Linked DNA regions of Mus musculus: regions 1, 2, 3, 5, 6 and 7 are each linked to region 4. Evidence: chromatin contacts called from public HiChIP or PLAC-seq and promoter capture Hi-C data. All regions are on one chromosome and are shown on one strand. Each heading gives the region's core, a stretch centred on a gene start, on an enhancer-like site or on the middle of the called end of the contact. The rest is flanking DNA. Distances are from core to core; before and after follow the strand shown.

What was found. Promoter capture Hi-C pulls out the DNA fragments that hold promoters and counts their contacts. HiChIP or PLAC-seq counts read pairs in DNA pulled down with a chosen protein or histone mark.
Region 1: an H3K27ac HiChIP or PLAC-seq map of thymic regulatory T cells shows a contact between it and region 4, with 9 times the contacts expected there. The contact joins the promoter of Slc9b2 here to the promoter of Slc39a8 in region 4. A contact is called at or near these places in 1 of 39 promoter capture datasets (pre-B cells), 2 of 15 datasets of contacts at CTCF or cohesin (the NIH/3T3 cell line and large pre-B cells), 1 of 484 Hi-C or Micro-C datasets (myocytes), 10 of 115 datasets of contacts at active chromatin or transcription factors (bone marrow-derived macrophages, embryonic hindbrain, embryonic limb bud and 5 more) and 2 of 9 other capture datasets (adipose tissue and macrophages).
Region 2: a promoter capture Hi-C map of embryonic stem cells shows a contact between it and region 4, with 4 times the contacts expected there. The contact joins the promoter of Bdh2 here to the promoter of Slc39a8 in region 4. A contact is called at or near these places in 7 of 39 promoter capture datasets (the C10 cell line, cranial neural crest, embryonic stem cells and 3 more), 2 of 15 datasets of contacts at CTCF or cohesin (the NIH/3T3 cell line and large pre-B cells), 10 of 484 Hi-C or Micro-C datasets (CD4 T cells, LSK cells, Th1 cells and 6 more), 13 of 115 datasets of contacts at active chromatin or transcription factors (the 230-238 cell line, astrocytes, bone marrow-derived macrophages and 6 more) and 3 of 9 other capture datasets (adipose tissue, embryonic stem cells and liver).
Region 3: a FOXA1 HiChIP or PLAC-seq map of pancreatic cancer cells shows a contact between it and region 4. The contact joins the enhancer-like site here to the promoter of Slc39a8 in region 4. A contact is called at or near these places in 8 of 39 promoter capture datasets (the 3T3-L1 cell line, the C10 cell line, the SN4741 cell line and 5 more), 2 of 484 Hi-C or Micro-C datasets (B cells and Th1 cells), 14 of 115 datasets of contacts at active chromatin or transcription factors (astrocytes, bone marrow-derived macrophages, embryonic hindbrain and 8 more) and 2 of 9 other capture datasets (liver and macrophages).
Region 5: a contact with region 4 is called in a FOXA1 HiChIP or PLAC-seq map of pancreatic cancer cells. The contact joins the enhancer-like site here to the promoter of Slc39a8 in region 4. A contact is called at or near these places in 4 of 39 promoter capture datasets (the SN4741 cell line, hippocampal neurons, liver and 1 more) and 2 of 115 datasets of contacts at active chromatin or transcription factors (large pre-B cells and pancreatic cancer cells).
Region 6: a contact with region 4 is called in an H3K4me3 HiChIP or PLAC-seq map of bone marrow-derived macrophages, with 4 times the contacts expected there. The contact joins the enhancer-like site here to the promoter of Slc39a8 in region 4. A contact is called at or near these places in 8 of 39 promoter capture datasets (the C10 cell line, the SN4741 cell line, embryonic stem cells and 5 more), 4 of 115 datasets of contacts at active chromatin or transcription factors (bone marrow-derived macrophages, extraembryonic endoderm stem cells, pancreatic cancer cells and 1 more) and 2 of 9 other capture datasets (liver and macrophages).
Region 7: a contact with region 4 is called in an H3K27ac HiChIP or PLAC-seq map of large pre-B cells, with 4 times the contacts expected there. The contact joins the enhancer-like site here to the promoter of Slc39a8 in region 4. A contact is called at or near these places in 5 of 39 promoter capture datasets (the 3T3-L1 cell line, cranial neural crest, embryonic stem cells and 2 more) and 2 of 115 datasets of contacts at active chromatin or transcription factors (large pre-B cells and stem cell-derived neural progenitor cells).

What each region holds. Positions count from the first base shown.
Region 1 is chr3:135,306,385-135,309,701 of GRCm38.p6, reverse strand. Slc9b2 (solute carrier family 9, subfamily B (NHA2, cation proton antiporter 2), member 2) reads right to left here and starts at 2,002. Exons shown (of 13, transcript NM_178877.6): 1 at 1,921-2,002. The region is part of intron 1 of Gm46826 (a long non-coding RNA gene); the gene reads left to right.
Region 2 is chr3:135,279,499-135,282,842 of GRCm38.p6, reverse strand. It overlaps Bdh2 (3-hydroxybutyrate dehydrogenase, type 2), which reads right to left and starts at 1,622. Exons shown (of 10, transcript NM_001172055.1): 1 at 1,475-1,622. It overlaps Gm46826 (a long non-coding RNA gene), which reads left to right. Exons shown (of 3, transcript XR_001783991.2): 3 at 70-411.
Region 3 is chr3:136,649,785-136,652,647 of GRCm38.p6, reverse strand. No RefSeq gene overlaps it. Among named protein-coding and RNA genes, the nearest start is that of Ppp3ca, 19 kb to the left of the region's middle. Within about 2 kb of position 1,532, at least 26 of the 459 cell types and tissues checked have an H3K27ac peak or open chromatin away from gene starts, as enhancers often do. A contact at or near this core is called in the SN4741 cell line and pancreatic cancer cells, where this site is marked.
Region 4 is chr3:135,823,819-135,827,083 of GRCm38.p6, reverse strand. It overlaps Slc39a8 (solute carrier family 39 (metal ion transporter), member 8), which reads right to left and starts at 1,427. Exons shown (of 9, transcript NM_001135149.1): 1 at 1,284-1,427; 2 at 394-844. The coding sequence starts at 612.
Region 5 is chr3:136,576,613-136,579,631 of GRCm38.p6, reverse strand. No RefSeq gene overlaps it. Among named protein-coding and RNA genes, the nearest start is that of Ppp3ca, 92 kb to the left of the region's middle. Within about 2 kb of position 1,456, at least 16 of the 459 cell types and tissues checked have an H3K27ac peak or open chromatin away from gene starts, as enhancers often do. A contact at or near this core is called in the SN4741 cell line and pancreatic cancer cells, where this site is marked.
Region 6 is chr3:136,699,124-136,702,391 of GRCm38.p6, reverse strand. The region is part of intron 1 of Ppp3ca (protein phosphatase 3, catalytic subunit, alpha isoform); the gene reads right to left. Among named protein-coding and RNA genes, the nearest start is that of Ppp3ca, 31 kb to the right of the region's middle. Within about 2 kb of position 1,526, at least 42 of the 459 cell types and tissues checked have an H3K27ac peak or open chromatin away from gene starts, as enhancers often do. A contact at or near this core is called in bone marrow-derived macrophages, where this site is marked.
Region 7 is chr3:136,723,887-136,726,803 of GRCm38.p6, reverse strand. All of the region lies in intron 1 of Ppp3ca (protein phosphatase 3, catalytic subunit, alpha isoform), which reads right to left. Among named protein-coding and RNA genes, the nearest start is that of Ppp3ca, 55 kb to the right of the region's middle. Within about 2 kb of position 1,438, at least 151 of the 459 cell types and tissues checked have an H3K27ac peak or open chromatin away from gene starts, as enhancers often do. A contact at or near this core is called in liver, where this site is marked.

The sequences.
Region 1 (3,317 bases), core at 753-3,252, 520 kb after region 4:
CTTAACACTGGAAAACCAAGTCTGCAAGTCTCAGTGGACAGGGGCCCCCCGCACCAGCACCTTTGTAGGCTCAGGCAGAGCATCTGCTTGCTAAATTCGAGATGTACACCCAAACTCAGCCAGAAGAAAAGCTGTGGACACGAATATGAGCAAGAATCGAATGAGTGTTAATTTCCACATTCACACAGAAACTTTGCATGTAAGATCTAGGATCCAGGCCTCATGGGGTCACTATCACTAACACCTCTGGCTTACTCTCTGCTTCTTTCTTCTTCTTCTTCTTCTTCTTCTTCTTCTTCTTCTTCTTCTTCTTCTTCTTCTTCTTCTTCTTCTTCTTCTTCTTCTTCCTCTTCTTCTTCTCCTCCTCCTCCTCCTCCTCCTTCTCCCCTCCCTCTTCCCTTCTCCTCCACCTCCTCTTCCTCTCCTTCCTCCTCCTCCTCCTCTTCTTCTTCTTTAGACATGGTCTCACTATATAGCTCTGGCTGTTTTGGAACTCAGTCTGTAGGCCAGGTTGGCCTCAAACTCACAGAGATCCACCTGCTTCTGCCTCCCAAGTGATGGAATTAAAGTTGTGAGTCACTACATCTGGCTTATCCTTTCTCTCTCTCTTTCTTTCTTTCTTTCTTTCTTTCTTTCTTTCTTTCTTTCTTTCTTTCTTTCTTTCTTTCTTTTTTTAAATTCTGTCTTCACACACACCAGAAGAGGAAATCAGATCCCATTAGAGATGGTTGTGAGCTACCATGTGGTTGCTGGGAATTGAACTCAGGACTCTTAACTACTGAGCCATCTCTCCAGCTCTCCTTCTGGCTCATTCTTAATTCCTCTTGTGGGTACTCCAAAAGGGCTGAGAATATAGTTGATGGGGTTGTAACCCTAAAGACTTTTTATGCCAGAAAATATATAACATGCCCTAGTCAGTGGGTTGGTGAGTTTTTTGTCAACTTGACATAAACTAGAGTCATCTGGAAAGAGGAAATCTAAATTAATAATATGCCTCCATCAGATTGGCATGTAGACAAGTGTGACAAGACATTTTCTTGACTAATGTTTGTTGGGGGGTAGGGCCCAGACCACTGTGGGTCCCCATGGCGGTCCTGGAGCCTATAAAAAGGCAAACCGAGGTAGCCATAGAGAGCAAACCTGTAAGCAGCATCCCTCCATAGCTTCTATTTAGTTCCTGCCTTGAGTGTCTACCGCAAATTCCCTTCTTTGGACTGTGAGCCTGTGATATGAAATACATCTTTCTTCCCCATGTTGCTTGTGCTCCTGGTGTGTATCACAGTTACAGGGGGCTGTCACTTTGCCCACGTCCCCAGAGCAGCGTGCATGCTCAGGATCTAAAGTCTTGTTTAGGCATACTCTGATCCCAGAGCTGCGTTCTGAACTCCTGGAGGGTGGAAACGGTATGCAATCCACACGTGATTATCTCCTGTGCCTGCTTAGCTCAGAGAAGACATGCAGGTGTCTGCTGAACCTTCAAACCTATGAATCGGTAATCCAGCACCCACCCACGATGCAGCATCTGTATCTGCTAAGGGGCGGGGCCGTCTCAGAGGGAAAAGAGAGTAGACCTGCTCCAGGCAACTGCTCCACGGTCCACCTTACTTGCTGGGGGCTTAAAGCTCCCTGCCGTTAATGTTTTGGTGAAATCAATCTCACCGGAGTCTGAGCAAGTGTGTGACAAGAAGCTGATGCCTGGCAAGTAAGAGGGCTACAGCTCACGTGCTCTGAGCAGGCATCACATTGTCTAGGGTCTAGACTTGAAGATCCTCAGCACCCAGTCCAAAAACTGAGAGCTAAAACAAAAACAAGGAAAACCCCCGCTCGAACACACACACACACACACACACACACACACACACACACACACACATTCCCGTACCAGCTATGCGCATGGGTTGTTTGCTCGGTGCTACTCACCTCATTGCTGGCAGTCTGCGCAGGCCTCCTGGCTTCCGTTGAGTGGGAGTTGAGCCTAGGTTTACCAAGGCGTGCTAGGTTAGGGCGGTGCTGTGGCTGGGGGCCGGCGGAAAACAGGGAGGTCCAGTGGCGCGGGGCGGGGTAGGGAGGGGCGGGGCAGGGAGGGGCAGGGCGGGGCACACTCTCAGTTCAGGGCTCTGCTCATTCAGCCAGAGGGAGACCCTGGCCCACGCGCCCCAGCTTCCAGCAGCCTCTGGCCACCTCTCAAGGCTAAGAGCAGCAGGCTCTCTCACTGTTCCTGAATCTCCTAAATTCTGTAATCCGACGCAAATTCCAGGACTCTCAGTGTCTTCTCACAGGCAGGGTTCTTTCCTTCAGGTGACAAATGGCGGAGTGAAACCTTGGGCCAGTGTCTGTCACTGTGAGCCTCTTGCTATGTTGTTTTACTGTAACGCTCCCTCCCATCAGCCATTTAATTTTTTATTTCTGACTTCCAGTTTGGTGTCTTCCTCCCTCCCCCCCCCTCCCCGTTTAAATCGGAGTTGGAGTTTGTTAGGAGATTTTAACATAGATTTTAAATATTAGGGGTAAGGGGATGAAATTCTCCCAAGCAGAAAGATACATCCAAGTCCAAGTGGGGGTTTATGAGCATCTCAAAGGAGTTGCTCTCGTCCATTATCTGGTCTTACTCTTTGAGCAAGTGCTAAGTTCAGTCTTGGATTTCAAGCATGCAGGTGTATTAAGCACATTTCTATTCCAGACAGAAATCCTCCGAATGAACCTAGGCTCCATCCAGTACCCTTTCTCAGAGGAAATGAAATGATTCTTTTCCTAAAACGAACTCATTTTCTAAAACTTGCAAAAATTTCCATTCTCATTGGCTTCCTCTTCCTGCAGAACTAAGACATATTTTCCTCCCCCAACCCTTTGGTCATATGATGTTCATTTGATATGCCTTGATTTTATTGGCGTGAGTGGAAAACATTGAACTTTTGGGCTAGATTCACTCTGGTTTCATTGCTTGTAACCTCTGAGCTCTGACAGAAGTAACGGAACATCTCTCTGTTGCAGAGGTCACTGTGTTTAAACGAATTCATTTGTTTTTAACTATGTGTGTTCCTGCTCACAACACACATGATGCTCTACTCCTGAAGGGACTCTGGTCAGCTTGAGGTGGCAAGCATGGCTCAGGCATTTCCCTCTGCACTGCTAAAACCATTAGATTCCATTCCTAAAGCTAGCCACCTAGGCTCATTCCCTTAATTGGCCACTTCTTTCTCCTGAGGCTGACTACCAAGGTCCAACTATCAAAGGATTGAAGTCCAGCAATTGAAAGCCCCTTCGGTTCATCTAATTAACATGCCTGATTAAAATTAAACACTTCATCCTAACATGAG
Region 2 (3,344 bases), core at 373-2,872, 540 kb after region 4:
GCCTGGTCTCCTGTGAGGGTGAGGCTAAGTCAGCTATCATCATATCAATACAATGCCTTCCAATCACAGGTTCAAGAGAATGCTGCAGTCTCCCACCTCCAGCAGGACTGAGGTTCCATTGACCCGGAGGACACCTTTGTTCTTTGTTCCCACCCTGGAGCAGACCGTGATGGATGACGTACAGAACTCTTTCTCCCTAGCCTCCTTAGGGTCCCCAGCCCCACCCTACTGAAGGAAGCATTCAGGGTGCCCCCACCCCCAAATCCACTTCTGCCTTCTCCCTGCCTCGATCCATCTGAAGTCTCTCCCATCGTCACCTGGTTCCTTGTCATTTTCTCCCACAACAGTATCTCCCCTAATAAAAGCCATCCTGTTAGGTTCCTATTAGAGCCTTCCTCTGAGATCCAGCCCGACACAGTCACACGGTAAGAGGGGCTTCTGAAGCCAACTGATGACCCCCACTCTGTGATCCAATCATGCGCACATGCTGGGTAACAGGATCTGGCTTCATGGCGTCTCCCCAATTCTGATGCAGTACGCTTTGCTTTGCTTTTTACCAGTAGCACGCAGAGAGAAATTTCACTTAGAGTGTGGTAGGAGTTGAGAGAAAGCTAACTTGTGCTTTTAGGAAGGGATGAGCCGTCCCTGCCTCCCCCGACCCTGAGTACAGCATAAGAAACTCACAGTCCAGGGCCTTCACTAAGGGACCCTGGGTATTCGCCCACCAAAGCCCTGGTTCTCAACCGTCCTAATGCAGCGACACTTTAACGCAGTTCTTCATGTTGTGGTGACCCATATTTTTGTTGCTACTTCACAACTGTAATTTTGGTGCTGTTATGAACCATAATGTAAACACCTGACATTCAGAATATCTAATTAGATAGAACCTAGGCGTGGGGGTCGCGACCCACAGGTTGAGAATCAGTGAAGGCACCTGCTCAGTGCTCTCTTAAGCACCTCCATGACCCCCGAGACCACCCAGAAGCAACCAGGCACAAAATTTAGTTTCTGTTTACTTCTAAACCTTTCTCCAGCTGACCTCCAAGCAGTCTCAAGGCAACATGGGTTTTTTTGTTTTTTTGTTTTTGTTTTTTTTTTGGGGAGGGGGGGTAACAGGGTGGGGTTTAGAGTGGGAATACGTCCAGAAATTGTAAACTTAACCCACTCTTAACATAATGACTTTCCTACTTCTAAAGATTGTACTAAAACCCTAAATTTCTTTTTACTAGAAAAAGGCTCAGAGTATTTTCTGGAATTCCAAATATTTTCACGAGCCAGTTTACTTAGGACAGATACTGGAACAGTTGTCTTTCTTTGGCTATTTTCAAACTCTAATAAATACAAGAGGATTCCCAACTCCCACACTAACTGAAGATGCATCTTCAACTCGGCGATATGGAGAAGATGGCAACACAAGCTACAACTCTCAGTCCCCAAAAGTTTTGTCGAAAGTGATTAGAAAAAAATATCTTACTTTAGAAGAGTGAGTCCACACAGTCCTCCAGATTCCTTCAGGAGACAAACTTCAGATCTCTGCGCAGGAGAAGTCACATGCTGATTAATGCACGCTGGGAGGTGGAGTTCAGGTCCCCTCCGAGTCCTTTTGCTAATGCCTGTTAAGTAAGCTTTTAAGAAGTGTTTGCCACAGCCGTGCACTTTAGATGTGTCCATGCTGCCATCTAGTGATCAGAACGTGGAACTGTGAACGCCAAACAAAGGCCTGTCTTTTGTTTGTGCAAGTTACTTAGCAGGCCAGATCCAATGGCCAGGAAGGTGGAAGGCTGCTGGAAAACACACAAGGGACCCGAGGCACTAAATACTCTGGTCTTCCTAGCTCTTAACCCAGATTGCTTTGAGCGGGGAAAAGAAAACTTCCTTGGGGCTAAAGTCTTGTTTCTGACGTTAATCCCTCAGCTGCAGAATGCTGGCATCCTGAGTGCACTGGGCCTGAGCCGAGGAGCACACCCAGCTAGGATGGGAATCTTGAAATGAACAGAGCAAAATATCATGCAATCAAGTTGGTTGAAGACTACAGGAGCCACGAGGAAAGGGCTAGGTCTTGGCTGGGTCGGAGACTTGTGAGTTAACCTGGCTAGTGTCACAGTGATCATGGAGGTCATGTGTGAATGTCCTGCATAAATCCAGGGGCTCGACACATTTGGCACACTTTGCCATGGGCTCTGGCACTGCAAAGGCTACAAAACAAAGCTATCAGATTGCGAGCCTCCTTTGTCACCTGGGCTGGCCAGCCATGCAGGTCTGCTGGGGACGCAGGCTGTACTTTCTGAGGGCTTCCTTCTTGAAGAGAAAAGTGATGCCTCCCAGAAGGTTCTGGGTTCTGCTCCTCTTTCTGAGTGGCTCCTAAAGTGTGGGTTTCACAGTCAGTCAGTTGGATGCACGTGGGTTGGACGGAGCAGAGCAAGACAGAGAGCTGGTCCTTTAAGGCAGGCACAGGGTGGCTTCCTGTGCTGCTCAGTGTGTGGGTGCTTTCTGTTCCTCCCTCAAGCTCCTGCCTCAGGCCCTGGCTTCAGTCTCTAGCACGGTATAAAGCCCAGAGTGCTAGCACCGAGCACAAATAGATGTAAGAGCATCACAAAGTTTGCTTAGAACTTCACAGCCAGCCTGGACTACAGAAGACCCTTATTCAGAACAGCTGACCCCCTCAAAGGGGAAAAAAGAGCCCAGTTTAAAAATAAAAAGACATAAATCCTATGTCTCCCTGAAATAGCTGAGTAAGCAGGACCTGTAAACTGGCCAACCTACAGCGTTCTTATATGGAGGAGAAGGAAACAGCGGCTCTGCGTTCTTATATGGAGGAGAAGGAAACAGCGGCTCTGCCAGGGTGGTGAGGAGGGGACATGGTGTGCAGGTGAAGCCCAGCGTCTGCCACACACCTGCAGGATAAACGGCAGCTTATTACAGCAGACACTTCTGTGTGTGCTCCTTGCTCTAATAGACTTGTCTTTCCCTCAACTTGCCAGGGCTTTGAAAGGCGTTTGCTTTTAATGACTATGAGAGTGCTCCAGGATTAACTTCTGTCTCTGTCTCTGCCTCTCTCCCCCAAATAAGGGACCTATCTGTAGTCCCTGTACTTGGGAGGCTGAGGTAGGAGATTAACGAGGACAAAGTAGGTTTCATAGTAAGACCTAATCTCAAAGGAAGAAGATTCACTTTCAGAAGTATGTGGTTTCAATCCTGAACAAAAGCAGGACCCCTGCCCCAAACTCAAACTGTTTTACAAGGAGTTATGACTTAGGATTAACGTAAACATTTAAAATTGTGTATGTGTTTAGGTAAACATGGAAGGCAGAGGGCAGTTGGTATTGTTCTGTGGAAGCTACCCA
Region 3 (2,863 bases), core at 283-2,782, 830 kb before region 4:
ATAAGATCACACGGCCAGTAGTAATGTGGACAGTGGAAGCCAGGTTCAAGAGGAATTAGACATGAACTTGTAGTTTGGAATTGAACCTAAGACCTCTATGTTATACTCTGGCCAGTTATTTATCTGTGACCTGAGTATGTGAATGCAGTTGAATTTTAAAGTAAGAGACTAGTCACTTCAGCAGAGGAGGGTCCAGTGAGCACATCATTGAGGCAGGAACATGGTCTGAGAAGTAAGAGCAAAATGAAGAGTAGAAAGAATTTTATAAAAACAAGTAATGGGGCTGGGAAAGCATATAGTTCAAAGTTGTGGACCAGGAGGATAGATATGGTGGTGAAACAGATTAGAGGCAGTCAAAGAAATCAAGGGGCTGGCAAGATGGCTCAGCTGGTGAACGCTTGCTGTGATTCTTAATGGCCTGAGTTCAATTCCCAGATTCTACAAAAAGGTGGAAGGAAAGAGCTAAGTCCACAGATTTGGCTCTGGCCTCCATCATGAAACACACACACACACACACACACACACACACACACACACACACACACACACACACACACTGATGAAAGGTGTTTTGTTTTTAAGATAAGGAAATCAATTACTTTGTACTGAAACAAGAAAGAAACCTTGCAGACTCCTCAGAAATTGATCCAGACATCTAGCCTTCATAGAATAAAGGATATACCATTTTTTTAAACTCAATTGAATGACTTTTTTTTTTTTTTTTTTTTGGTCTGAGAAAAGAACTCTAGGGCATTCTGCATTCACAGAGCTGTTTAGGGAAGTGTTTCACCGGCTTCAGTCATGCAGATATTCGAAGTCGGCTGCCCCCCATGGTAGGGTGGCTGGCATCAGACTTTCATATTGTCCACATGATAATGAGTTCCTAGTTATGCAGAATGCTGAACTTAAGGGGGCAAGGAGGCTTCTCCTCTAGGAATGCTAAGGGGCCAGGCAGCACATCATAGTGTCAGGATTCCTGCAGGGGAGAGTGCACGAAGCTGTTAAGAGTAAATACTGGGCTGAAGGGGAGGATCAGCGGATCAGCGCTTAAGTGTGTGTATTATTCTTCCAGAGGATGTGAATCAACAGTCTCAGCAGCCACAACAGGAGGTTCACAACAGCCTGTAACTCCAGCTCCAGAGGATCTAACACCTCTGCTCTCATAATGCATCCTGCTCACACGTGTGGCATACTCTCATACACACACACACACAAAATAAAATGATAAATCTTATTAAAACAAGCAAACATACAACAGCAACAAAAACAGAAACAAGACTGAACCCTAAAGTGCAGTAGAGACTTTAGGATGTTAGAAATGCCAGCAACGTAGAGTACTGGTTAGTAAAGCTTCAGAGAAGGGGTGGACTGGGTCTGAACGAGAGGCTGCAAATGCAAAGGCCGTAGAGTCAGGCCAGCCAAGTCACCATATGTGTCTGATGTGAGATCTGTTTGTCCAGGATTTACTGTTGATGTTGCTGGGTTTGGTTTCAGTCCAGGCCTATTAGTCACTGCTATTAACCCATCCCTTCCTTTTGTTCTGTCAGCTAAATGGTGAATGTGTTTAATTTTTCCCTATTTGTAGAACTGCTCACAGCTACACTTTTGCCTTGGGTCATGAGCAAGTTTGGGTATGAATGTCTGACTAATATTAGAGCTCTTAAGATGAATGGAGACTCGTTTTGTATGGCAGAATAGCCATGAGAATCTGGAAGAGGAACTTTACGATTTGAATATGAAATGTTCCTCAGTTTGTCCACTTGTTCCATGCTTGACTCTCAGTTTATGGTGGTATTTTGGGAGGTTTTAGAAACTTGGGAAGGTGGTGTCTACCTAGATGAAGTAGAACGCTTGGTCCACTTTGGGGGGGACTATGTTGTCTTGGTCTTTTCTCTGTCACACATTCTGCATTGTATCTGCAAAGAGGCAGACATTACCCCTAAATACACCCCTATCGCCATAGTGATTTGCAAAAGCTCATGGGACCAAGTGAACATGGAATGAACTCTAAAGCTGTGAGCCAAACTATTATTAATCCCTTCCATCCATCACTAATCCCTCTTCTTTTCCCAACACTTTTAGTGTAGTATAGTTTCTATGTAAAAATCAAAGTTCATTCTGGAGACCTATCATTCTCTTGTTGTTTTAAAACAAATGTACTTAGAATGAAACCACGCAGGATTCATCTGACTGACTAGTTCACAAGACTATTAGAAGAGCTGCTCATGAAAATATTGATATACAAGCTTAGGATTGAGAAAGTACAAATGCAAAGAATAAAACATAGTATAAAGTGGATAGTTACTTCACACTGTATTTACAGATCTTGGCTCCAATTCAGTCTCATTTAATTCCTGATGTCCACTTGTTCTCAAGGGGGAAAAGTTGCATATATTTGCTTGCCAATAGTGATCAGGTCTTTCTCCATATATACCTAGCTGTTGAAATAAAATTTGTGCATGAATTTACCTTTAATCTACAAACATGAGGAAATAATATAACATCCCATCTCTTAAGGCCCAAGCAGTATATCTCCATAATTAAATATATTATTTGTACTTGGTTGCTCTGAATCAACTCTTTTGACACAAAACATTGCTCAGTTTCAATTACAAATTGTATTAAAAGAAATTGGAAAAGGTTATTATGTTTTCAAGTACATTTTAATGAGATGGTGGTGTCAAGCGTGGTGTTCTCTGTCCTTAGACATACGGATAAATGCGGTCTGGCTTCTGACTGTGGGTCTAGGTATAGTTCCAAACTCTACCTGTGTTTCTCTGCATTAGTACTGTCCTACGTTTAACTCCAGATTCACAAGTGAAATAGACATGGTTTGAAGTATAGGCATGGGTGGGCATAAGTT
Region 4 (3,265 bases), core at 178-2,677:
TGTTTTTAAATGGGAGTGGTCACTCACCCTGAAACTGATAAGGACCGCAGGTGACAGGTTCCTACTGCTGAATGTGTAAGTTAAGTAAATGGCTCTTTCCTTAAGAATTAAATATACCATTCCTATCTAAAGTTCATATCTTGGGTGAGTTTCCGCCCTCAACTACTTCGTAGACCTATCCGTTTTTCTATAGATCAACAAGTCCTCTGGTAGCTCAACTTCTCATTTTGGCTTGCCAGATCTCTAACTCAAGTCCCTTAATGCCCGGTGAACCAACCGGTGAGGATCAAATGACCGCTTCAAACTTGAAAAACTTCACGAAATCCTTTCTCTGGTGCTACTGCTCTGGGGATGGGAATCTGAGAAAACTGCAGAGAACGGGGCCACCCTTACCTGGTTGAAGTGCAGCTGGCCCAGGTCCAGCGCTCCCTGCTGGGATGCAGCCCCCAGACGCTCCAGCAGGCGCCCCAGCTGCGCGGCCGACAGGCTCCGGTTGGCGCCGAACACGCTCAGCACATCCTCACTGAAGGCGAGCTCCGGTCCCTCCGAGGGGTGTCCCAGGCTGGTGGCCGCCAGCAGCAGCAGCCCGGCCACTGCCCGGCCCGGAGCCATCGTGGAGCGCGCAGCTCCGGAGCTAGCTGATGCAGGGACCCGCGCCGGTGCCCCGGTGTCAGTGCCGTTAGGGTGGGGGTGGGAGGGTGCGCCGGTCCCGCGTCACTGCCTGGCCCAGTTAGCGAGACACTCCGTGCCCCCGCTCTGCAGTCTCAGACCTTCGGGGCATTGAAGAGGTAGAACAGCCAGAAGGGCGATAGGCAGTGTGGCCTCTCGGAGCCTCCTGCGGAGCCTGAGATAAAAGGAACAAAGGGGGACAGAGATAAAGGGCACTGGGTCAGCAGTCTGCGGGCCCCAGAGCTCTGAGTGGCCAGAGTCTCGAACTCCGAGCCGGGCGTGGGGCCAGCTGCCCGGAGCCTGGTTTGCTGAAGCCCCAGGATTTGCTTACAGTGTGGTGACTCTCGCTTGTCCCGGATATAAAGCCCCAACCGCGCCACACTTCGGGGAACTAAATCCTCTGACTGTGCAACCCCAACTCCTCTTCCTGTCTTGAGGCTTTTTTTTCCCGCCGCAGAAACGTGGAAGGGTCGGGACTGAAGCTCCCACCCCCCAAAAATCTGCAGAGAAACACTCCCTCGGGGTCCCCAGGTTCCCGCGTCTACGCTGGACCCTCTCTGCACAACTGGCTGTGAGCTTGGCAAGTTGAAACGGAGAAGTTGCTAGCCTCTCACCTCTACTGTCTATGTCAGCCCCTGAGGTTCAAATATATTCAAAATACTTCTCTCTCTCTCTCTCTCTCTCTCTCTCTCTCTCTCTCTCTCTCTCTCTCTCTCTCTCTCTGTCTGTCTTTCTCTCTCCTTTCTCTAAGAAACTCTGAGATCAGGCCCTGCACCCTTTAGAGATAAGAAGGGGAGGGAGAGTGTTGTCCCCGCCCCTGAAGCACGTGGTGTCACACTCCCCCAGGCTGATCTCCCAAGTGCGTCCACGCCGGGGCGCTTACCTCTCTGTCTGCCATCCCAGCCGCTGTGGTGCCTACTCCCTGGAGCCCACCTCCACGGTGGGATCCCTAGCCCCCTTCCTGGTGTCCCGGCCCACTTTTTTGGTGACCTCCATGAAATCAGCTTCCTGCAACGGTGTCTAGAGCCCCTTGCATTGTCTCAAAAATGAACAGGAATTGGTTTTTTGCCTCACTTCTTAAAAATCAGAGGAGAAAGAGGAAACCAAATCAGTCGCAAGTTGGTGGGCTAGCTGAGCCAGCAGGGGCCTCGCGGGCCCTTCCTGACGCCGCTCGGGATATCCGCAGATCACAAGGAATGTTTATTTGCTCAGACGAAGGTTCAAGAAAAGCTGAGTTGGGTGTCAGGTCAACAAGTTTGTGTAAAGTGAATGTGGTGTTTGGGGACAAAGGTTGTGTCCGGTGGATGAAACGATCTAGAAATAAAGAAATAAAGTGAAACCCGCTCGGCTGTCAGAAAAAGAATTCAAAGTGCTGTTCATGCCTTTCAGGATGGGTGTGTGTGTGTGTTTTACCCTCCTAAAAACAGCAAGTTTAAAAACAGGCAGACAGCTAACAGAAAAACAAGGTAGAAGGAAAAAGAAACTATTACTCATAAGAAATTTGGCGCTCTCCCTCTCTCTTTCTCTCTCTCTCTCTCTCTCTCTCTCTCTCTCTCTCTCTCTCTCTCTCTCTCTCTCCCCCCCCCCGTGTGTGTGTGTGTGTGTGTGTGTGTGTGTGTGTGTGTGTGTGTGTGTGGCAGGAGGGGGGGCGGGGGCGGGGGTGCTGGATTCTAGGAAGATGGGGGCCTAGGCAAGAACAACAGAAGGACTTTCCTGTGATAGAGGTGGGGATATGTTCCGTCTCACACCAGAGGCATTAGGCAGCTGTACAGGGCAGCTGCCAGGAGGAAGTTTTCTGCATAAGTGTGCCAAGCCTTAATGTGGAGAATAATTTCTTCATGACTGGAAGCAATTCAGATCAACAGATCCCAGGTGAGAAGCACTCACCTGTACATGACAAAAAGCCCTGCCTTGAAAGGCAGTGAACTAAATGATCCTGAGGCTGGACTCTTTCCAATTAAAAAAAAAAAAAAATCTGTCCGATGTTGGTATTAATTTACAGAACGGTACTGATGCTCAAAGGGCAAACCTCTCACAAAAGGGCCAAATGTAAGTTGATAGCACAAAGGAGCTCTTGCATCTACCCAGCTGATAAGTTTCTGATTAAAAAAAAAAAGTCTCTTCAACTTTTTAGTGGAGTTTTAAGTGTAGTATATTGTCTATTTCTCCCTTTTTGCTTTAGTGACAAACGAGCAAGTGGCTTCTGAGCACGAGTGGATCCTTTAAAAGGCTGGACTCCTTATCTGGCATTAAAGCCCTGGGAGGCCTTTGGTCCTGTGGAGGCCTGATGCCCCTGTGTAGGGGGATGCTAGGGAGGTGAGACAGGAGTGGGTTGGTGGGTGGGTGACCGAGGGGAGGGAGGGTGGGATTGGGGTTTGCAGAGGGGAATCTGGGAGAGGAGACAAATTTTGAAATGTAAATAAATAAAATAACCAATAAAAAAAGAAAGCTAGAAGGAAAAAAAAAAAGGCTGGCCTCCATCCAAAGGGTGGTCTCTTCTTTTCAGGATATCCACAGCTAACTCTGTGGATAAAAATGAAGTGCTGAGCTGTTTGGGTAGTGGACAAGTGCAGCGAATGAATTTTCAATAATACAA
Region 5 (3,019 bases), core at 207-2,706, 750 kb before region 4:
CCCCTTCTCCAACTCTCTAAGATCTTCCCTACCTCCCCTCCCATCAGATTTCATAACTTCCCTGTCTCCCATTAGAAAATAAACAGGCATCTAAATAATATTAAAATAATATACATTAAAATAACAACAAAGTACCCCAAACTGGAATAAAACAAAACTAACAAACACATATTTGTACATAGATTAGATCCCATAAAAATCACCAACCTTGAAGCCATCATATTTATGCAAAGGACCTCCAAGGTGGGAAGGCCCTGACAAAATATGAGACAATGAAGCTCCACTGGCTTTCTTTTGCGTTGTGGGTCATCAGTTGCTGGGCATAGAGCCTACATTTAAGAGTAGCTTGAAATCCCAGTGAGACTCCACTGGAGAGAAGCAATTTTTCCCTCTCACCTTGACTCTTTTCTTTATTCTCCTGTATTCTACCGGGAAATTCTGATTAGTAATTTAGTTACTTAGCAACTAAGCAACTAGCTCCCAGCTCCTCTCTGGTTGACAATGGTGGCATTTTAACGTTTCAGTCACTCATGCTTCCTCCAGGAAATAAGCTAGGATCAGGAGAGAACTCAAGGCTGCCATCCCCAGCACTCCTTGGCAGTGTGTTCCGACATGATTCTTGGGAGTGCTGACATGAATATTTTATGTGCAACCATTTGTGAGACCCGAGATAGCAGAAGTTCTGTTTTGGTGTGTATCCCTCTCTCTGGACTCCGAACAAACCCTAAGGCTCCTTTACCGGTGGGATGTGATGGAGGAATGCTAGGGAAACCTCACTGGAAGGTTTGCTTCCTTCCTGTTCAGATGCCTGCCATTGGAAAATGTTCTCCAGGAAGCTGGCTGAACCATGGAAACAGATCAAGATACATGCAGGTGCTGTGGGTGAAAACTGCAGTAAGCCCCTGCCAAAGTGAATACCCACTGCCAGCCATCTAGGATGTTCTAGCTTAGTCCAGCATTAAGGGGGAAGAGAGCCTCATTAAGCAATAGAATGGTGAGAAAAAATGCGATGGTGCTTCAGGCCATTACGTTTAATGGTACTTGACTGCTACAAATAGATTACATGAAAGGAAAGATGTATTCAGCTTATGTGCTGAATATATTTTTGTCAATGTGACACAAACTTGCATTATCTGGGAAGAGGGGACCTTGGCTATGAAAATGCTTGCATCAAATTGGACTATAGGGAGGTGCATGTGTGTGTGTGTGTGTGTGTGTGTGTGTGGGAGGGCAAGTTTCTTAAGTAATGCTTGATGTGGGCAGGCACATTGTAGGTAGTGCCACCCTGGGCCGTCATCCAAGGAGGTAGAAGAAAAGGAGCTTAATGTGGCGAGCTGGAGGAGAAAGCCAGTAAGCAGCATTCCTTCATAGCCTTTGTTCCAGTTCCTGCCTCTGAGTTCCTGCCCTGACTCACCTCTATGACTAACCATGATCAGAACTTGTAAACATAACAAGCACTTCCCTTCCTAAGTGGCTTTGGGTTGGGTTTGTCGTAGAAACTAAAAGCAAAGGAAGATAGTGTGTAGAAAGAACTGACTGTCAAAATGAGGAGAGCCAACCAATGAGCCTTGTCAGCACAGACCTTGGTGTGAATGGGCTTATGTTGGATGAGGCTCAGCATCCCTTCCCTTTTGGGGGGTTACTAACTGACTGCTCTATCTCTCTCATCTCCTCTCACTATAACATCCATGTTAAAAGCTCACAGGTCAGACAAAGAAGCCTCCTGAATTCTGTTCTGTTTCCTGAGTCTGTACTGGGGCTGGTTGGCCAAAGCTCCCCCTAAGGATTTTCCTTATCTGGAATCTTCTTTAAGACACAGGAGTCCCTTAGGACACTGGCAAAGTGGCTATAGTAGACCTTGACCTAGATACTCATCATCTAGCATTTTTTGTGTCTCCCTGCCACACCTCAGCCTCTTTTGACTGGACCATACAGATAAATATAAAGGTCTCTGCTCATTTCCCCACTACCATAGAGCTTAGTGGAAGGTTGCAGTTAATCATGGTGTATTTATCTCTTCCCCTAACTTCTTGCTAAAAATCATAATCTTCACCAAAACAAACAGAACCCTCCTGTAGGACAGAACATTGAAGACTATGATCAACAGATTTCTTCTAGCTTCAATTAACTACGAGCCTGGCTGTGTTGTATCCTCTAACCTATGGCCATGCTATTAGTTCACCAACTAGTTCACTGAGCTGACTTTGTATCATCATCTACTTCCAATCTTCATATGGTGTGAGGCTTGGTTTCAGACACAGACTGAGCAACAGAATATTTGCAAGTCTGAGATTTGCACAGTGGTAGATGTATTTCTGTTAATGGTCCCAATTCCTTCAATGTTCTAACTGAACCTCCAGTAATTTCTTGACAGTTTCATGCTGTTCAGCTAGTGTTGTCATCTTACTTTATATAAAAAACTGGGTTTTAATGCTTTATTACTTTGCAAAGTCTGAATCTGGCTAAATTGGATATAAAGTATCCTCACAGTTTTTATAGCTTGATTTCTACTTAGTTCTGGGATTGCCACAATATTCTCTAGTACCCAAGATCTAAGGCTGCCTCTTCCTAATGTGCTCTCTGTGCCCATTTCACATCAGTGTAATTCATTCCTCCATCTAGATTTGGGGTTTATAGCATCACTTTGACAATAGTGCGAAAGAAATGATCCCTCTATACTGTGAAACCCTCACTTTTTCTAATCATCTCTTCTTGTCCTGGAGCAGTCTGTCTCTCAGTAGTTATGTAGAATCCATTCTATATTTGTTCACTGACAATTTGACATCTTTATTATATCAGTTGGTTATGAACAAAAGAAATTATGGGCAAAATGGAGCTTGTTTGGCTAAATTTCCCTGGTCTTTCAGCAAAACACTGAACGAATGCTGCGCCTGTCTCAGATGGGCAGAGGTTGTACTGGATGCTCATCTGATGCTAGGGCTCTGCTTCATGTTCTTGTTCTCCCTCTGGAATGTGCACTTGAAGAATGGATTTTAAGGACCAAATCAAAGGGTGCCAA
Region 6 (3,268 bases), core at 277-2,776, 880 kb before region 4:
TCACATCCTCTGCTTTGTGCTTCTAGCATGTTCCCAACACAGACATAAGCTTTCTCTTCTGTGTCCCTGAGGAAGAGAAGCCAGTTTTGTTGAGTGTTCCTATGTGAAAGGACACTAAGTAGAATGTTATGGTCTCCCTTGGTCTTTATAAGGATGCTTATCTGCTTCAGAGCTTAACCTTAGCCATTTAAAGAAGTATTTAATCATTCTAGGAATGGAAGCCACCTGCAGTCACAGAGCCATTTATGAGGTGTCTGGTCCCCAGTTCACGCTACATGTCTCCATTCCAAGGCAACCGCAACCATGGAATGCCCCTGCTTCAGGACGTTTGTGCTGATGGTGAAACTTAGGTTCTGAGTACACTCCTACCTCATCCGAGCCAGCTAGGCCATGTGGACTTCCAGGGTTCCCTTTCCACTGCAGATGGGCTTGATAACACACAGAAAGTCTCCTTAGAGCTGTCTACACTCAATTCTACCAGGACCTGACTGAGACAGATGCAGATACTTAAAGCCAGCCATTGGACTGAACCCAGGGACCCCTATGGGAAGAATTGAAGAGAAGAATTGAAAGAGCTGAAGGGGATTGCCATCCCATAGGAAGAACAACAGTACCAACTAACCAGACCCGTCAGAGTTCCCAGGAACTAAACCACCAAACAAGGTCCATGACTCCCACTACATATGTAGCAGAGGACTGCTTTGTCTGGCCTCGGTGGGAGGGGATGCTTTTGGTCCTGTGGAGGCTTGATGCCCCAGAGAAGGGGATACTAGAGGGGTGAGGTGGGAGTGGAAACACCCTCTTAGAGGCAAAGGGGAGGAGGGAAGAGGGAGGGGGACGTGCTCACGGAGAGGGGGTCCGGAAGAGGAACAACACTTAAAATGTAAATAAATAAAATAATTAATAAAAAATGAAGGTCATCCTATGTTTAAAACATCTGAATGAGACTCAACTACTAATTTTAAAAAGAAACTACCTGACTTCAGGGCTATAGGAGACAAATGGTCATCATAGGATGATGGGTTAGACAAGAGTCGCGGCAGGAAATGAGAGATCTTAAGCCATCCCAGCCCTGCGGATGCACCACAGATGCCTGAACCTGGATACAGGAGATGCAGCATCTTTGGCATGGGAACCATGTGACCATAAGAGATCCAAGGAATACACAAGCATCACCCAAAATGGAGTCCAAAAATACACAGCTGGTTGCGGTCCTGAGAAGCCTTTGATGACAAAGTGTAGAAGGTACATCTGGCTCTCCTCCCAGCCCCATGCTCCCAGAAATAAGACTCAGACTCAAGATAGATTTACCAGTACCTTGGCCAGATAGCTAGGTTCTTCTCTGACTATATCACAACTTAAAATAACCCATTTATTCTAATCTACATCCTGCCACATGGCTGACTACCTGTGCTCAGGTACCATGCATTTGTCTCCTTACATCTTCAGGTGCCTGGCTCTATCCCAGAATTCTTTCTGCTCCTCCGTGTTCCACTTTCTATTTCCTGCTCTGTGGTGGTGGCCATCAACCCTCTCAGTCTCACGTGAGCGGACTACACAGCTTCCTCCGCAGAAGCCACTAAGTAAACACCTCTAGAAGAACGATCTATTATTAGCAAAATGCTAATCTGTTAGGAGCAAAATCAGAAGTCCTCCGCGTTGCCTGGGTGCGTTAAGACATTAGCAAACATCTTGTGAGTGGCTCTAATGAGAAAAGAGGGTCAGATAACACGATACCAACCCAGCTGACAAACGAGTGTGTGAGAATGAGGGCAGAGCCTGGTCCCAACCATTGTCTTCTGTGAACACTGCATCTGGGTGGGACACTAGGGTGAGGGTGCCAGAGAAACACTAGTTAGAGACCTGGATTCACTGGGAGAGAAAGCAGAACATATCTGTACTTTTAGATGTATTAAATGCCCAAGAATGCATCCTCGATTCTATATGCAAAACTGTGACGCAATCCAGAAAGTGAAGGTAATCAGACATTTGCCAGAGTCTGTGATCTTCAACACTAATTTTGGCAGAGATTAGCGTTGACATTTCAACACATGTTGATTTTCAAGAATAAGATCTTAAAGGGGATTTCTTATTTATCACATTTTAATTAAGTACATATTACCAGACAAGTTACCAAACAATTTAATTTTCACAATAATCCATGCTGTTGGCTGTCCTATAAAGTACAGTGGCGTTGCAACACCTCTCATCATGCATTATTGAAAATGACTTAATGACACACATCTAAAAATATATGTCAAAAGAGCAGAAGGGCACGGGAGAGAAGGCTTAGTTAGCACTGTGTTTGCCTTGAACCCAAAACTCCAGAACCCAAACAAGAAGGAGGGGTGTGACAGCATGTGACTATAGTCACAGCTCTGGGGGAGGGGGGTGGCAGAGACAGGTGGCAGAGACAGGTGGCAGAGACAGGTGGCAGAGACAGGTGGGCAGAGACAGGTGGCAGAGACAGGTGGGCAGAGACAGGTGGGCAGAGACAGGTGGGCAGAGACAGGTGGGCAGAGACAGGTGGCAGAGACAGGTGGGCAGAGACAGGTGGCAGAGACAGGTGGCAGAGACAGGTGGCAGAGACAGGTGGGCCTAGGGTTGCTGGGCAGACTTGTCTGCTTCTTGGTTTCTGGCCAGTAAGAGCCCCTCACTTAGAGAGAGAGAGAGAGAGAGAGAGAGAGAGAGAGAGAGAGAGAGAGAGAGAGAGTGTGTGTGTGTGAAACCTGAAGCATGACACCTTAGGGTATCCTCTGACCTGCACAGGCAGCCACAGACTCCAGAGAATATAAACACTTTCACTTGATTTTTCTCTTTCTTTCTTTCTTTCTTTCTTTCTTTCTTTCTTTCTTTCTTTCTTCCTTCCTTTCTTTCTTTTTTTTGTTTTTTTGTTTGTTTGTTTGTTTGTTTTTTTTTCGAGACAGGGTTTCTCTGTGTAGCCCTGGCTATCCTGGAACTCACTTTGTAGACCAGGCTGGCCTCGAACTCATTAATCCGCCTGCCTCTGCCTCCCATAGTACTAGAATTAAAGGCGTGTGCCACCACGCCCAACTCACTTGATATTTTCACTTGAGCCACACACACATACACACGCACACGCACACACACACAAATGGAAAACCTAACACTAACTTTCAACCCATTCCTATTACTGAAAACCTCCATGCCTTGAAACCACACCTTTAGCAACGTTGACTAGTCCCTCCTTCCATAAGAAGTGCTGCACATGGCACAATGGACCTTATTTGCACTTTTCCAAAGCCTG
Region 7 (2,917 bases), core at 189-2,688, 900 kb before region 4:
GTGAAATCCTCTTCTGGCTCCTGTCAATAGCTGACTTTAGACAGAGCTACTCTTATCTCAATTGTAAACATCGCCTGGTTCCTGTCAGTCTTTATGTATGCATTTTTTGTTTTGTGTCAGAAAACTTCAATGTACCTTGGCTGATATGTCACCTCACTTCTTTGTTTTCTTCTATAATATAAATCTGATGCTCGCTTTGAGAAATTCAGACACAGCACTCTCTCTGGTGTACGTGTCTGTCATCCTGCCAACTCCTTGTCCCCCTGACTACCGAAATCCTGGTTCCCCATGAGTTGAAGGACCGACTGAGTCCAGTCATTGGCAATAAATCAGTCAGCAAGCAAGAAAAATAAAACTTGGAAATGAATGGTGCCTACCCATCATTGTAATGGGTGTTAGCAATGTTGCAGGTGGATGCACATAGGCAGCGCCACTTCAGCCCTGTCACTGTTGCTTCTCCAAAGCATCCGTGCTTTGAGGATGAATTAGACAGACATCCTTGCCACAAGCACCCTATCCTTCTACCCATCATTGCCATTGACAAAGCCCTACCATCCCCTTAAACAGCACCCGTGAAAAACTTACTCTGTCCAAACTTTTGGAGTTTTGATGGATCATCTAACATGGATCCTATAGCACACAATTTTCATATATACTGTACTCTATACTGGGAAGTATCCACAAATAGTCAACTTATGAAAACTAAGGTTTCCCAATGAAGCCTATTTTCCAATCTAAAATATGTTCTAAAAATATAACCATATAAACTATGTAATCAACAGATCTTACTTCACACTAGTCTCTGTCAGAACTACAGACTTGAGAGAAGAGCATTCCTGGAAGAGAAACAGAAACCAACCATTTCTCTCTCAGACAGGTTTCACATTTTAACATCAAAACACTAACCCAGTAGAACCCAAGATTAATAGATAAGACCCAGAATTCAAGTAAGGAAGATTAAAAGTCAAGAGACACAACAACTTTTAACAACAAGGAAAACCCATAATTAAATTCCATTCTGCAAACAGACAAAGGGGGAACAAAGTGGGGGTGGGGGGAACAAACCAGGAAGAAGTTCTAAGAGGGAAATGAGCTTCAGATAGCTTAGCTAGGGATCTGGGATGTGCGGTTTTGAAAGCAGAAGTGGCCACTGTGGAAATGAGGCAGCAGGAAAGAGAAAGAAAGGCAGGAAGCTGATGTACCTAACTAAGGGCACCTTCATTTCCAATCAGCACTCCTATGAGTGAAGAGATGCAAGGACTGCTAAATGGTTAATGTTGTCAATTGCACGTTATTTGGGGTCAGCAGGAGCCTGGCCAGGCAAAAGATAACTTGCAGAGTCATTTACCAGCTTCCACCGAGCAGGCTGATTGAAACCAGCTGAGCGGGTGACATCACCGCAAGCGGTTTACTATAAAAAGGGCTAGCTCCGTGAGGTCAGGAAGCAGAAAGAAGCCTGGTGAACAGAAGCCAAGCTGAAGAGGGAAAAGCCAAGGGAAGCTCAGAGGACGAGGAGCTCCTCCAAGCAGAGGCTGTGAGGAGCAATTCCCTCAGAGGCAGCTGTGGAAATAAAAGGTGCAGGGGAAAATTTTTTCATTTAAAGAGCTAGGACAGTCTTCCCTACCAGTACCATCACCAAAGAGAAAGGGAAGCTGAGGGGAGAAACTTAATTGGGCTCTTTCCAGCTCTCAGTGTCTGCAAGTGAACTGGAGTGTAAAACCATCACAGAACTAATACTCACGAAGTCTTTCTCTTGGTGTTTATTAAAGAAGCTCCACAAAAGACAAAGCCCCACCATAGTGGAACTGTAATAGTGCCAAGGATAGACAGAAGCCGCTGTCTTCTTGGAGCAGGTTTTGAGTGTATGGTGGCCAAAGGTAACTGAATCACCCAGATTTGTCACAAACTTTTAGCATTAGTGATTTATTCAAAACTAAAGGTTTAGAGGACCCCAATTTCAAAACGGTGGGTTTTTTTTTTCAAGTTTTTTGTTCACTCCACATGAACTAGAATTCGAAATAGAAAAAAAAATAAGTTGAGCATAATCTGAGGACATGAAAAGAGCATTTTCAAATCTAGAAAAATCAACGGTTTCGGGGGGGGCAATATTTGCTTTAAGTAAGACACCAGGTAAGTATTGAGTGTACTGCTGGTTCACATGCCCTTCTTCCGTGGAAGACGACAGCAGGGAAAGTGTAGACATTAGACCTGGTCAAAGACAAGAACAACAGGAGATCTAGCTCTCTGCAAGCTGATCTGGCAAAGAGAGGCTAGCTGCTACTAACATTTCAATCAACATAGCAAGTCCAAAAAGCCCATCACTGAAGACCATGAGTCAGGCTCAGAGCCTCATAGCTCTACCCTAGCTCCTCTGTATCCCACCCAAGACTGACAGCTTAGTTATATCTATGATTCCGTAAACTAAAAACTATGTTTAAACTGACTGAAAACAAGTGACAGTTTCTTTCTTGGGTGAAGGAAATTTCAAGTGTTCACAGTTGCAGAAGATGGCTGGCCACCACACAGGACAGTCCAGATATGGACATGAGCCAACCCTGTCAGGATAAATATGTGGTGCCTATTTTTTCTTCTATGTTTTTGTCCTTAATGGTCTTAAATCAGGAGACATGAAGATAACTTTCTGGATATCTTGTATGGTATTCCTGGGTACACCGACAGATTTAAGTAGTCGTACTTTAAAACTTCAAAATACATTGACATCACTTCTGGACTCTTCCTTGGGTCCCAACATCATGGATTTTAAAAGACTGAAAAGACCCTATCAAATATCTTAGCTCAACCTCCTACTCTTTTTTAGAACATGAAGATATTAAGAACTAGAAGCTTGTAAGCAGCTTGTTTCTCAGTATCAATTTAATTTGACCTAATCAGTTATTTACTGCAAAATAAATAAGAT